Regions from separate parts of the Mus musculus genome. Here region 1 is linked to region 2. Evidence: chromatin contacts called from public Hi-C data. All regions are on one chromosome and are shown on one strand. Each heading gives the region's core, a stretch centred on a gene start, on an enhancer-like site or on the middle of the called end of the contact. The rest is flanking DNA. Distances are from core to core; before and after follow the strand shown. Region 1 has its middle 80 kb from the start of Lpin1. Region 2 has its middle 150 kb from the start of Gm36372.

What was found. Hi-C and Micro-C count contacts between places; a contact is called where the count stands out from the background.
Region 1: a Hi-C map of pre-B cells shows a contact between it and region 2, with 5 times the contacts expected there. The contact joins two enhancer-like sites. A contact is called at or near these places in 4 of 39 promoter capture datasets (the 3T3-L1 cell line, the C10 cell line, hippocampal neurons and 1 more), 2 of 15 datasets of contacts at CTCF or cohesin (large pre-B cells and pro-B cells), 19 of 484 Hi-C or Micro-C datasets (the 3T3-L1 cell line, the 63-12 cell line, B cells and 14 more) and 1 of 115 datasets of contacts at active chromatin or transcription factors (large pre-B cells).

What each region holds. Positions count from the first base shown.
Region 1 is chr12:16,506,790-16,512,837 of GRCm38.p6, reverse strand. No RefSeq gene overlaps it. Among named protein-coding and RNA genes, the nearest start is that of Lpin1, 80 kb to the left of the region's middle. Within about 2 kb of position 3,272, at least 69 of the 459 cell types and tissues checked have an H3K27ac peak or open chromatin away from gene starts, as enhancers often do. A contact at or near this core is called in the 63-12 cell line, the CH12 cell line, pre-B cells and 1 more, where this site is marked.
Region 2 is chr12:16,381,652-16,387,765 of GRCm38.p6, reverse strand. No RefSeq gene overlaps it. Among named protein-coding and RNA genes, the nearest start is that of Gm36372, 150 kb to the right of the region's middle. Within about 2 kb of position 3,130, at least 44 of the 459 cell types and tissues checked have an H3K27ac peak or open chromatin away from gene starts, as enhancers often do. A contact at or near this core is called in the 63-12 cell line, the CH12 cell line, pre-B cells and 1 more, where this site is marked.

The DNA.
Region 1 (6,048 bases), core at 2,023-4,522, 120 kb before region 2:
TTTCTCAGTGTACAGTGGGTTTCATCCTTATATAACTATTGCTTGAAAATCTTCCCAGTTAAATGCATTAAATGTTCCTAACCTCTGGAGAATCACAGCCAAGCAGCTCAGTCCACCATAGAACACGTGGTTTTTTCTCTTGATCTTAGGGTTGGCTTGGAACTGGGGCTCCCTGCTCCTGCCCCTGCCCCTATCCCTGCCCAACATTGAGAGTGCTTCTTATCACATCTCACAAGCCTGGAAAATAATGAATGCAAAAGTCCGAGTGCACTACTAAATGCACATCACTTTTGTATCATCGGGTCTTAGATACTACCTGTCATTTTTATTTTTCTTTAAAAATCTTTTTTTTGACAATTTTGAACATCTACACATTAATCATGTCTATTCCCTAGGCTCTGTCTCATTTTTCCGGAGAAACCCTCAGCCACTTTCCAACATGCATGCCTCCCGCTATCTTCATATCTTCCCTTACCCTTTCTAGAACCCACTGAGTCCAGCTAGTGCTGCCTGCTGGAACACTGACTGCTCTTGTTGGCCTGATCTTGAACAGGTCTCGTACAGGTAACCGTAGATGAAGAGAGTTCATAGGTACAATAGCTACATCATGTCCAGAACACAGCATTTCACTGCACGCCGACTCTTCCATCAGTTCTTATATTCTTCCTATCGTCTCTTCTGTAGTGTTGCAGAACTTTGTCTTGGGTGGGGTATGGTGTGGATATAGGTGTCCCATTAATAGCGGAGTGACTTCATTAGTTCCAACTCTGCACTAACTGTGTCTACTATAGAAGAAGCGTCTCTGGACAAGGTCGAGGGCAACACTGACCCATCCATCTTAAGGGCACACACACAAATATTATGAGGAAGTTTGATGACACGTACATTCTGTAACACAGCAGTGGTGGGTTCCCCCTTAGGACCTGTGACCTTCCAAGCCATGGGGCTTTGGGCCAGGTTTATAGAGGCAGGCATGAATTCCTTCCTCTGTACCTGGCTCAGCTCTAATCAGAAAGTGGTTGGTTACCCCCATAACTTTCATGCCACTATTGTGCCAGTGGGTATGGCTTGCCTGGCAGGTTGGTCTTGCAGCCTTCAGGGTTCACTTCTGAGTGGTAGATCAATGGCTTTTCCCTCTCAGTTTGTATGTCATTGTTTTGTTTGCTCATTTGTTTGTTTTTGTCTGTTTTCAAGTTACCTGTGGCCAGATGATTTTATTCATTTTTGTTTCTGCTGGAACTCCCTTGCCTAGGACAGAAGACCTGATACCCAGCAGCCACACACACCCTGATCCTTTTTTTTTACTGGATCAGAAATTGAAGAATACAGGTGCAAACACCTCTACCATAGCTGGGATTTTGCTCTGTAGAAGGGAGTTCCTGTATGTGTCTGGGTTGTGTTTTCTATTGGAAATCATGCATCGGGAGTCTCCTGTTTCTCTGTATCCACAGGATGAAGTGTCTTTGGGCTCATAACATGAGGTATTTCTGAGACAGCCAGGATAGAGCTGGCCCAGAGAGCAGGACAAGCAATTGCTAGGCTGAAACTTGGTCTAACAGGTGGCACAATAGGGTCTTGCCTTTATGCCTTTTCGGAGGTCTATTAAAATAAGTAGCACACTTACTGTCAACCTTAACTGCCTGGGGAACTGCCTTTTGGTCCAGATACGGGCAGTTCTGTCCCCTGTTCCCTGTGATGTGCCTAGGATAAGACAGGCAGTGTCTTGTGGTCTGCAGGGCACACAGTATGAGTGATTAGTGAGCAAATAACATATACACATGCAGCCTTCTTCTCTGCTATGTCCGTTTGAATACATGAAGGAACCCACAAATCCTAAAGCAGAGTTAATGTCATTCATCGGCATGACTACAAGTTGGAAAGAAGTCATTTAGAGTGCAAGAAGAGGGTCAGCCTATCTTCTTGGCCTCCTGCCCTCATGAAGCAGTGCAGGGGGCAGGCTCATTGCACTACAAGGCTGGAGAGAGCCCTGATGCTCACTGGCAAGCAGCATGTTCTTGGGCCACTGGTTTTCCCTCTTGGAGCTTCTCTCTTTCTCTGTCAGAAAAGGATGCAAATGTTTGCCCAGGAGCAGCTAAAGCCACAGGTGTGTTGTTGCTGACGCTTGGCAATGTTTGGTGTCTTCTTCCCTTCCTGGAGGGGCCATTGCAATGGAAGTCTTGGAGTCTTAGGACAGAGGTGAAAATCTCAGGTCAGTAGTTATTTCCATTGTAGTTTGACAACCTGAAATTACTCAGGAAGAGGGATTAATGAGAAAACTTATTGAGATCAATTACTGGGGTACTTGGACTGTGGTCATATCTTTGGGAATTGTCTTGATTGCTAATTGAGGTGGGCAGGTGTCTTAGACACTGTCCTATTGCTGTGAAAAGACACCATGACCAAGGCAGTGGCCGTGGTTTTGGCTGTGTGCAGAAGGACCAACATGATGGAAGGCACTGGGTGAAGGGAGGCGGGTGGGGAGGAGATTGGCTGGAGGGGTTGGTACAGCCAAACAGAGGCAAGGTAGGCTCAAATATCACAGGACTTTTGAGACAATGAGGGTCTTGCTCCCAGCCAGGAGACAATGAAGCAGCTGGAATAAAGTATTACACTCTCAATGCTCCTTCACAGCTTTAGTGGTGGTCTGTTACCTGTCACCTCAGACTGGTTCAAGGGTCTTTGAAGTGTGAAACCAGCTTAGCCAGCTTGATTTGTTCTTTCTCCTTTCTTTAACTTGTCTAGGATAGCCGAGTGCAGGGCAGGGGTCAGAAAGGAGTGAAATCAGCCCTGAACTTTGAAATGTTTGTCATGCTGTAGATGAAAAAGGCACAGGGGTGGCTATGCCCCGGGCATCCTGAGAGCCGCCTGCTGCTGCAGCTACTGTTCACATCTCTGCATTCACTTTTGCCTCTTTTGCTGGATTCTTACAGCTGTATGACAAAAGAACCAGTTACTCAAGCCACATTCAACCACTCACAAGGCAAGCGATGTTGCAGGAAGACTTTCAGCTACTGAATTTAGGATAAGGAGTGGTACTCTTAGCGGCAATCAGTGTGCACATTCTTGCTCTTGGCAGACTAACTATGGCCTTTGAACCCTGGATTCTCATTGTAGAATAATTGCTATGTGTCGGGAGACCACGCTCAGGGGAGGCAGAGCTGGCTCCCTACAGTGAGAAAGGCTCTGTTTCCCTTTGCATACATACCCACTTCTAAGAAACAGCCTTCTTCAAAAGGTATGAGTGGTTCTTTTGATTACCAGTAGATGGCGCCCAACACCCCCGTGGGAACTAAGGTCGTGGCTTCCTGTGTCTCTCCACTCCCCCGCCCCCGCGGCCTCGCCCCCATTCAGCCCCATCTTCTCCTTCTTGGGAGGGGCCTGTCCTTTCAGGTCCCAGGCAGAAAGTCACATAAAACAATTTGTGTCAGTCAGCAGATTCCTTGAAGATCGAACTGAATGATGAATGCAGGGTTGGAGGGCTCTTTTGACCTCTTTTTCTCTCTCTTTGTTTCCTGTGAATGCCTCATGGGCTGCCTACTGGCTTTGCACAGAGGACTCCTGGACTCCTTTGTGACTTTAGACCTTTCCCAAATGTTTCCCGACTGCTTCTCCTCCAGGTTCTTTCTAGCCAAGGAAAGACATTCAGAGAACACACCCTCAGCCATGCATACTCTCTACAAGCGCTCTCTCCCCCAGCTCCAAGCCCGAAGAACTCCTGGCCTTTCGGACAGAAACCTACTTTTTGTCTGTGGCCTCTACTGAGGATCTGTCTGCTCTGATTTTCAAGTAAAGAAAGCTTTGCCCAGCAGGGAAATGGGTCTTGACTTCAGACCCGATTTTCCCAAGGGCCAAGCAAGTCTCTTGGAAAGGCCAGTATCACCATGCCTTTTCTCTTTCTGACCACAGATGGACTGTCATAATATTTTTAACTTTGCTGGCTCTTTACTTCCCACTTTTGTTTTGCAGGTATCCTGTGCTGGTCCCAATGGGACACTCTGACCTATTGACTCAGTATTCAGTATCAGGACTGTAGTTGGTATTTAAAAAATAGGGCAGATGTTCCAAAAATGTGTTAGCCATGGCATAAGAAAGTATCTTTAAGACTTAGAGACAGATTAGCCAGTAAAGTGCTTGTCTTATAAGCACAAGGAACTATATTTTACCCCCAGAACTCATGGGAAAAGAAGCAGGGCTTGGTGGCTCTTGCTTCTAATACCAGCATTGGGGTGGCAGAAAAAGGTTCTGTCTCACTGGGGTTCATTGTCTAACTAGTCTAACCTACTTGGCAAGTTCCAGTGAACTACCCTGTCTCAAAACAAAACAAAACAAAACAAAACAAAACACAACAAAACCCCCAAACAACTAAACAACCAAAAAATCCCCAAAACAAACAAGGGGAGAGAGTATCTGAGAAATGATACCCGAGGTTGCACATGTAAATGCACATGCACACGCAATGCACACATGTGTGCCTGTGTACAAATAAACACACATCACAGCCATACATAAGAAAGTGACATTTCCTTCCACCCATCCCCCATCCTCTATGCCAGACAATAGGACTTCTCTTAGTATATACACAGAAACATGCAAAAATGGACTTTGTCCTCCAGGAGCCTCTGGCCAAAGGTGGAGTAGGGGGGTAAGAAAACAGACACAGAAATTCCCAGGTGAGACACACTGTAGATCTATGAAGCCTGGAGCTAAAAGGTGACATAAGAGTGGCCTGCTCCTTGTCATTCAGCAACCATATTGGGCTTTCCTGATCCCTAAAGTGTTAAGTCTCACGGTTCTGGAAGTCTTGGTTTCTAGAGGGCACTTGTAACCATCAGGTAATGTGAGTCCATCAACCCCGAGGGTTGCAGCTCCTTCCAGGTTGTACTGGGTTCCTTGTGAAGAGCCATTCCAGGAGTGGCTGTCCTGGGAGGAGTTATGGGCCCTGCTCCTCAGGAAGAAAGACAAGCTATACTGCTTCATGATGCTTCCCAATGGAGAGTGGGGTAGAAAGAGGTTTGTCATTGAGGTGGCCCTCTGGGCATCCCTGACACTCAGTTTTAAGTAAATGGGTAAGTTCCACAGCGGTAGCTAATAAGGATGCAACGAGCCCTGCTTGTCAGGTGCAGGGTCTTGGTCTCCCAAGTGCTTCAGCCTGGGAAGAACAGGGCCAGCTCTCCTGACTGCTGCAGGTAGTGAGGGGCCGTCATGGAGTGTCACCCTTGCACACACACCACCTCGTGGCAGACAGATGAGTGGCAGGGCCAGCTTTTCCACGCTCCCCCCCCCCCTCAGGCTGGCTCACCTGCGCCCCCACTGCTAGGGTCAGCTCTTCTGTGCTGTCCAGGTGGAGTGAGTATATATGTCTATAGAGGTGAGTATATTGTGCACATAGATGCCATTGGGGTTTTCCGCTGCTCCTCTCTGCTTGACTTCTCGAGACATCGTTGCTCACTGAACTATGAGTCTTATTACTTCCCCTAGACTGGCTGACCAGTGAGCCCCGGGGATCCTCCTGCCTCCGCGGTGCCTTTGGAGTTCCTTTGGAGTTCCTGTCTCCACACTTGCAGTCAGGCACTTCACTGACTGAGACGTCTCCCAGCGCCGGCTTGTTAATTTATTTGTAGACATATGGTGCTTTGTGTTTTTCCAGGGCTGAGTCTGCTTTATCATTATTATTTTTTGGTCTGTAACTTCCCCTGCTCTCATGCTTAGAATGTCAGTCTCAATCCATCTCTCAAAAAAAATGTCAACTAGAGAGGCTTTGCCGCTTAGCAGAGGGGAAGGGAAGGGCTGCCTGTCTTTGGAACCACAACTGACAGGTGGAGCTGATTTTTCTGTGTGATGATTTTCCCTCTAGCTGAGCAGGGCAAACTGCCTCCAGGGCCCCTATTAGCTGACATGGGGCTGAACAGCAAAGGCCTCGTGTTGTGTAGCTGTGAAGCCAGCAAGAAATGACACAGCATTCACACCTGAGGGTTTTTGTTTTTTGTTCCTACAATGAGCATCAGCCTGACCCAGAACTGGGTAGCTATAGCTCTCCTTTGTTCATTT
Region 2 (6,114 bases), core at 1,881-4,380:
ACCTACCCAGAACATGCACTGAGATGCAGACATTTTGTAAATATGAAATTTAAACATGTAAAATAAAGTGTAAAGGTAAATATGTATGTGAAACATTGAAAATATAGGTACACACAAATAGCTCACTATATTGGTTTAAGCATGTCCTGCTGTTATTTAAAGGATATGCTAAGCAACTGCTAGTTGTGAGCCACTTGGAATGAGGGACTGAGAAGGAATGAATGATAGGGGGTTTCATTTTGTGGCAGTGAGCACCACGGAATGAGGTTTTGCATGACTTAGTTATTTTCAAAACTGTGGCCCAATGCAAATCACATGTGAAGAAGGCTATGCATGGACTAAGATACATTCTCTCGGTTCTCTCTCCCTCCTCCAATTTGTCTCTATAAAATGCACATAGATTTGTAAATACCTGTTTGCATAAAAAGCATGTACCTTTTAAGCATGCTCAGAATCCTTCCCAGGTGCAGCTGTGGAGTGTGCTCTCAGGCTTCTGCTGTCTAGGAGGTGATGGATGGTGTGCTGCGGTGCTGGGGCCAAGAGCCTGCCGGAGAAGGCTGCCATGTGCTCACATCCACCTGCTCGCTGTTTGGTGCCATGTGTATCACCAAAGGCTTACCACTGAGGTCAAGTCAGAGTGTGTTGTTAGTGGCACTGAGGACACTGGTGCAGCCATTACCACCCCATCTTCTGAACTTAGTGCCTCACCCATACTCTCAGGTCTGCTCACCAGTGTCCTTCCTTCTTGGATGGGGAACCTGGCTCTTCTGGTCTTTGGTGTTTACCTGCTTCACATAGGATGTCTTATGCATCATCTGAGTTGTAGCTTGTGATTGGATTTTCTCCCTTTTCAAGACTGACTAATATGTCACTGGATGTCTCAACCACATTTTGCCCGTCCATTCACGCAGTACTGGGGAAGCTGGCTAATGTGAGTAAAATGTGAGTAATGTGTGCTGCTGTGAACCCACTCAGCTGGTGCTCTGCTTTTGCTACTCAGGCTGTCCAGATGCTAATGTTCTGGATCACATGCTAGTCCTGTATTACATTTAAAAATGTATTTACTTTATTTGTATTTGTGCTTTACCTACATGTTTGTGCATCATGTGCATGCAGTGCCCACAAAGGCCAGAAGAGGGCATTGGAACCCCTGGAACTGGAGTTACAGACAATTGTGAGCTGCCATGTGAGTACTGGGAATCAAACCTTGGTCTTCCGGAAGACCAGACAGTGCTCTTAAACATTGAACCATTTCTCCACCCTGTGTTAATTTTTGAGGCACTGTCACACTGCTTGTTATCAGATTCTCCACACTTATTACAGAGCTTTTATGCACATGTACTTTTGTACATAATTAAGTATATATTTTGTATACCAGTCATCCCAGTTAATGTGGCAAGTATTAAGTTTGATTGTGGCAGGAGCACACACATGTGTGGACATCAGAAGTTAACACAGCGTGCTTCTTTCTTCAGTCTTGCCTCATTTTGCTCACTGAGGCAAGGCTCTCTTGTTAGACCTGGAGCTTGCTATTTTGCTAGTCAAACTAGCCACAGAGAGCTTACCCCCAGGTGCTCTGGCGTCTTCTTCCCAGCATTGAATTAACAGGTAGGCCATATGTTCAACCCAACATTATGTGGGTATTGGGGATTCAAACTGTGATTCTCATATCTGGACAGTGAACACTTCACCCACCAAGTCATCTGCCCATGTACTCAGTGTGGAACCTTCAAACAAAATTTGTTGTTGTTGTTGATGTTCCCTCTGATTTTCTGTTCTATTCAGCCCTCTCCACTCTGTAGCTTTGACCTGGAGTTTCTCATTTTATGTTAAACAGCTACAGTATTCACAGGCAAGGCCAAGGCAGATCAGTGTCTGGAGCTGTGATTCTCAACCTGTGGGTTACAACCCCTTTGGTGAGGTGGTCCCACATCAGATAACCTGCATATCAGATATTTACATTACAATTCATAACAGTTGCAAAACCACAGTTATGAAGTAGCAACAAAAATAATTTTATGTTTGGGGATCACCACAACCTGAAGAACTGTATTAAAGGGCCTCAGCATTACGAAGGTTGAGAACCACTGCTCTAGAGCAAAGGTCCCCATCTGACAGCCATGGTGACATGCAAATGAAGAACGCTCTTATATGGACAAATACAGAACTGGGGGCCACTGATAGGACCTTCTGGCCATCCCCTCTGTCAGTTGTGCTACTTCCTAGAGTACCGGTCGAAGCTTTGTAGACTACATTGTAATATTGTAGAATTCCTATTTAGGGTAATGAAAATGTGCTATTCATGTACAGTGCAGTTTTATCCAGAAAAATAAAGTTAAGACATTTTCAGAAAAATGGGTGACCTGTGAAATTATTATATTAAATATATTAATATATATTTTATTAACTCAGAAAAGCAAATATCACATTTCTCTATTGTATGTGGGTCCACACATACACATATACAAAGATACTCAGATACACAGATACACACACACACACACACACACACACACACACACACATGTATGTGTGTATATAGGTGTGTGTGTGTGTGTGTGTGTGTGTGTGTGTATGCAGGTATAATTATGTAGAGGCAATAAAACTACAATGGAGACCACACACTGGAAATAAAGGGTGGCAAAGAACAGGAAGAGGGCAGTAAAACTCATATGGCCTAAAAGCAGATAAGATTCTACTGGGGTGGACAGGTGTGTGTGTGTAGGGTGGGGCTAAGGAGGAGAAGTAAAATCAACAAAAACAAATGACTCTTGGAAATGTCACAGTGAAAGCCAGTACTGTATGTGCTAATCAAAATTGATCATCATCATCATCAACACACACACACACACACACACACACACACACACACACACACACACACACACCAAAACAATTCCTACTTAGTTTAGTATTCTTGCAAGCTGAGGGAGTTAGGCCTTCATGCTCCACACTTAGGCAAACCATGCATTTCTAGGAAGATGACAGAAATTGGAGGATAAAACACAGCCATGTAATATTGCATCAGGGAGCAGTGGAAGGCAGGGGAAAAGAACCCTGGGGGTTCAGCAGGCATCTAACTTTTCAAAATTTCTCCAATAATCAAATTTGCAACTGGCCATGTGCTGCACACACCTGGCAGGAAGTATATCTAACAGAATATGCAAATACCTCTTGCCCAGATGGGTTTTCTTTCCCCCGTGTACTTTTTACAGCTTCCTTGCTTTGAGTTTTATTTACCAGTTATAAATTTAAAAATTCTTGTGTGTGTGTGTGTGTGTGTGAGTGTGCATGTGAGTGTGTGGTGTATATGTGATTGTGTAGTGTGTGTGTGTAGAGAGAGTGTGTGGTGTGTTTGGAGTGTGTAGAGTATGTGTGTGGGATGTGCATGTGAATGTATGTGTGTGTGTGTTTGAGCGTGGTGTGCATGTGACTGTGTGTCTGTGGGAGTGTGGTGTGCTTATGAGTGTGTATGTGTATGGAGTGTGTGTGTGTGAGAGAGAGAGTGTGTATTTTCTATGGTTCTGGGCATGGTAAGAGAATGTGTCTGTTGTGTTAAATTACTTGGTTTGTGGCATTTTGTCTCTGCAGCCCTAAACTCAGTGGTTCCCAAGACATGGATGCCTCCCAGTGATGAAGAATCCAGGGTAAGACCAGCATTCTTGACCTTGCTGGGCACAGTGGGTCCTGGCACAGAGGGCCAGTGGCTTTGCCACCAGACACCCTTGACGTCCATGATGTGCTAGGTTTTCTTATTTATCTGGGGGCTTGGCTTTCCCGCATCAATGGTGTTGGATGGTAGTGTCCTCATCCTGGCGGACCTGAGGGAGGGTTAACACACTGAGGGACTAGGGCTTGCTTGGCCACTGCCTGCCCTGCTAAGGGCCCTCGGTTAACTTTTGTTACCAGCCGTCCAGGTGCAGCCTCTCTCTTCCACGAGACGGCGCCTCTCGTGTCAGTCCTTGATTGCAAGTTTTGCTGCTCACTTTTGCCCTGACGTTGTGTTTATTTAAGGAACCATTCGTTTGGGTGAAACCTCACAGCGTTTAGGTTTTGGCTGAGTGAGCTGGAACACTCTGTTGAGTATTTATAGCCAGAAACATTTGTTCGCCTTAGACCACATGACTTGACATCTCTGAAACTTGAGCAAGCTCCGGTTTGCTTTGGATCTTTAAGCCTTTCTGTGGTGTAGAGGAGAGTGACGGGTTCGGAAGCTCTCGCTGTTTTGTAACTCTCTTGGTACCACTCCAGTGAGCCAAGCGAACTGTGGTCCCCATCAGTTGTCATACAGGACTCTTGAGTGTCACCATGCAGGTGTGCAGATGGCACAGACAGTAGGCCAAAGACTTCAGGTCTCTGGATTTTACCTCAAGTATTTAGCAGACAACTTTAGTGAGGGGAAAAATCCCAAACTAAACCAAACCAAACCAAATAACCAGAAACAACATTTAAAAAAGCAACACCCCTAAAACCCAACCTGTTTTTCAAATTTGGGCCGAGGCGAGTGAGTCCTGAATGCAAGAAGAAAAACCACATTTTTTTTTTCTTCTATACACCTGTGTGTGCACAAGGTAAGGCTTATGAAGTTTCTCCTTTTTGAAAAAGAAATCATCTGACTCTCAGCCAATACTATGGCCTTAATGTGCGTTCTGCCAATGCCTCCAAAACCATTTGAGAGCAGGCCACAAAAACAAAAAACAAACAAACAAACAAACAAAAAAAAAACCCAACCAACCAACCAACCAAACAACCGAACTAAAAACAAAACAAAGCAAAACAAAGTCCCCAAACTGCCCAGGTTTGCCGATGGAGAGTTGGAGGCAGTCTGCACAGACTCTGTGGCGAGAAATATTTGGAGAAACGAGAGCCGACTTTTCAGTCTTTTCTTGCCAGAAAGCCAAAAGCAAAGCTGGAATTTTGTGGTTCCGGCACTTTGTGTGCCTCCCAGTCATTTTGCACAGATGGTTCTGGTTTAAGGCCATGATGCCCCATCCACTGGAGGGAAAGAAACCGGGCGACCACCCCAAGCCTCCCATTCTGATGCCAAAGTATACTCTACTGCCCGGAGAAAATGAGAACCGGGAGAAGTTGCTTAGAAAGCTGCCAATTAGGGTGCAGAAGCTGAATGGTTCAGTGACTGTGCGATGCTGAAACCCACATTTTCCTTTGGATTATGTCACCTGGGGGACACTGACAGGGACTCTCCCCTGCTTAGCCAGTCACAGTTGCATGATACTGAAAGATTTGGGCAGGCTTTGTCTTTTCATTTGAAAAGACAAAGACCCTGAAAAGCAGAGCGACTTGCCTTTTACTAAGGGTCTGGGATACAGAGCAGGATGTCCAAGTTTACCTTTTACCCCTGACTTGTAAATTTCTCCTCTGTCCACTCTCTTCCATATTGTAGTGATTACTGTTAATAATTTAATAGGATCTGGAATCATCTAAGAGACTGATCCTGCAGGCCAGGGAGGGTCAGTCTCCTAGATGACTCCAGATCCTAGTGCTACGATCCTAGACGATCCTAGTGCTACGATCCTTTAATACAATTCCTCATGCTGTGTTGATCCCCAACCTTAAAATTATGTTATGAACCATAATACAAATATCTGATATGCAGGATATCTGGTAAGGTGACTTCTGTGAAAAAGGTCATTTGACACCCCCCCCCCCAGAGAACCACTGTTCCAGGCACACCTTTGATGGATTAAATCAGTCTCTGGGCATGCCTATGAGGGATTATATTAGTTAAATTAATTGAGATGGAGAGACATAGGTCAGAAGTGGCTGACTACCATATCAACTACCACTGCCTAGGTTGGTCATCATAGTTCACTGTGTCTCTCCTCCCCACACCAACCCAGATCCATGCAAGAAAGTCCACTTCTTGGGGCAGGAGAAATGGCTCAGTGGTTAAGAGTGCCTACTTCTCTTTTCAAGGACCCCAGCCTGGCTCCCAGCACCAGTGCTCTGTTTCCCCATTCCACTTGGAACTGCAATTCCAGAGGCTCTGGTGCCTTTGTCCTCCACGGGCGTCTGCACTTATGTACGCACACATACTCCCAACCCCCAAGAGTTAAAAATAACAGTAATATTTTTAACAGCCACACTGTTTAT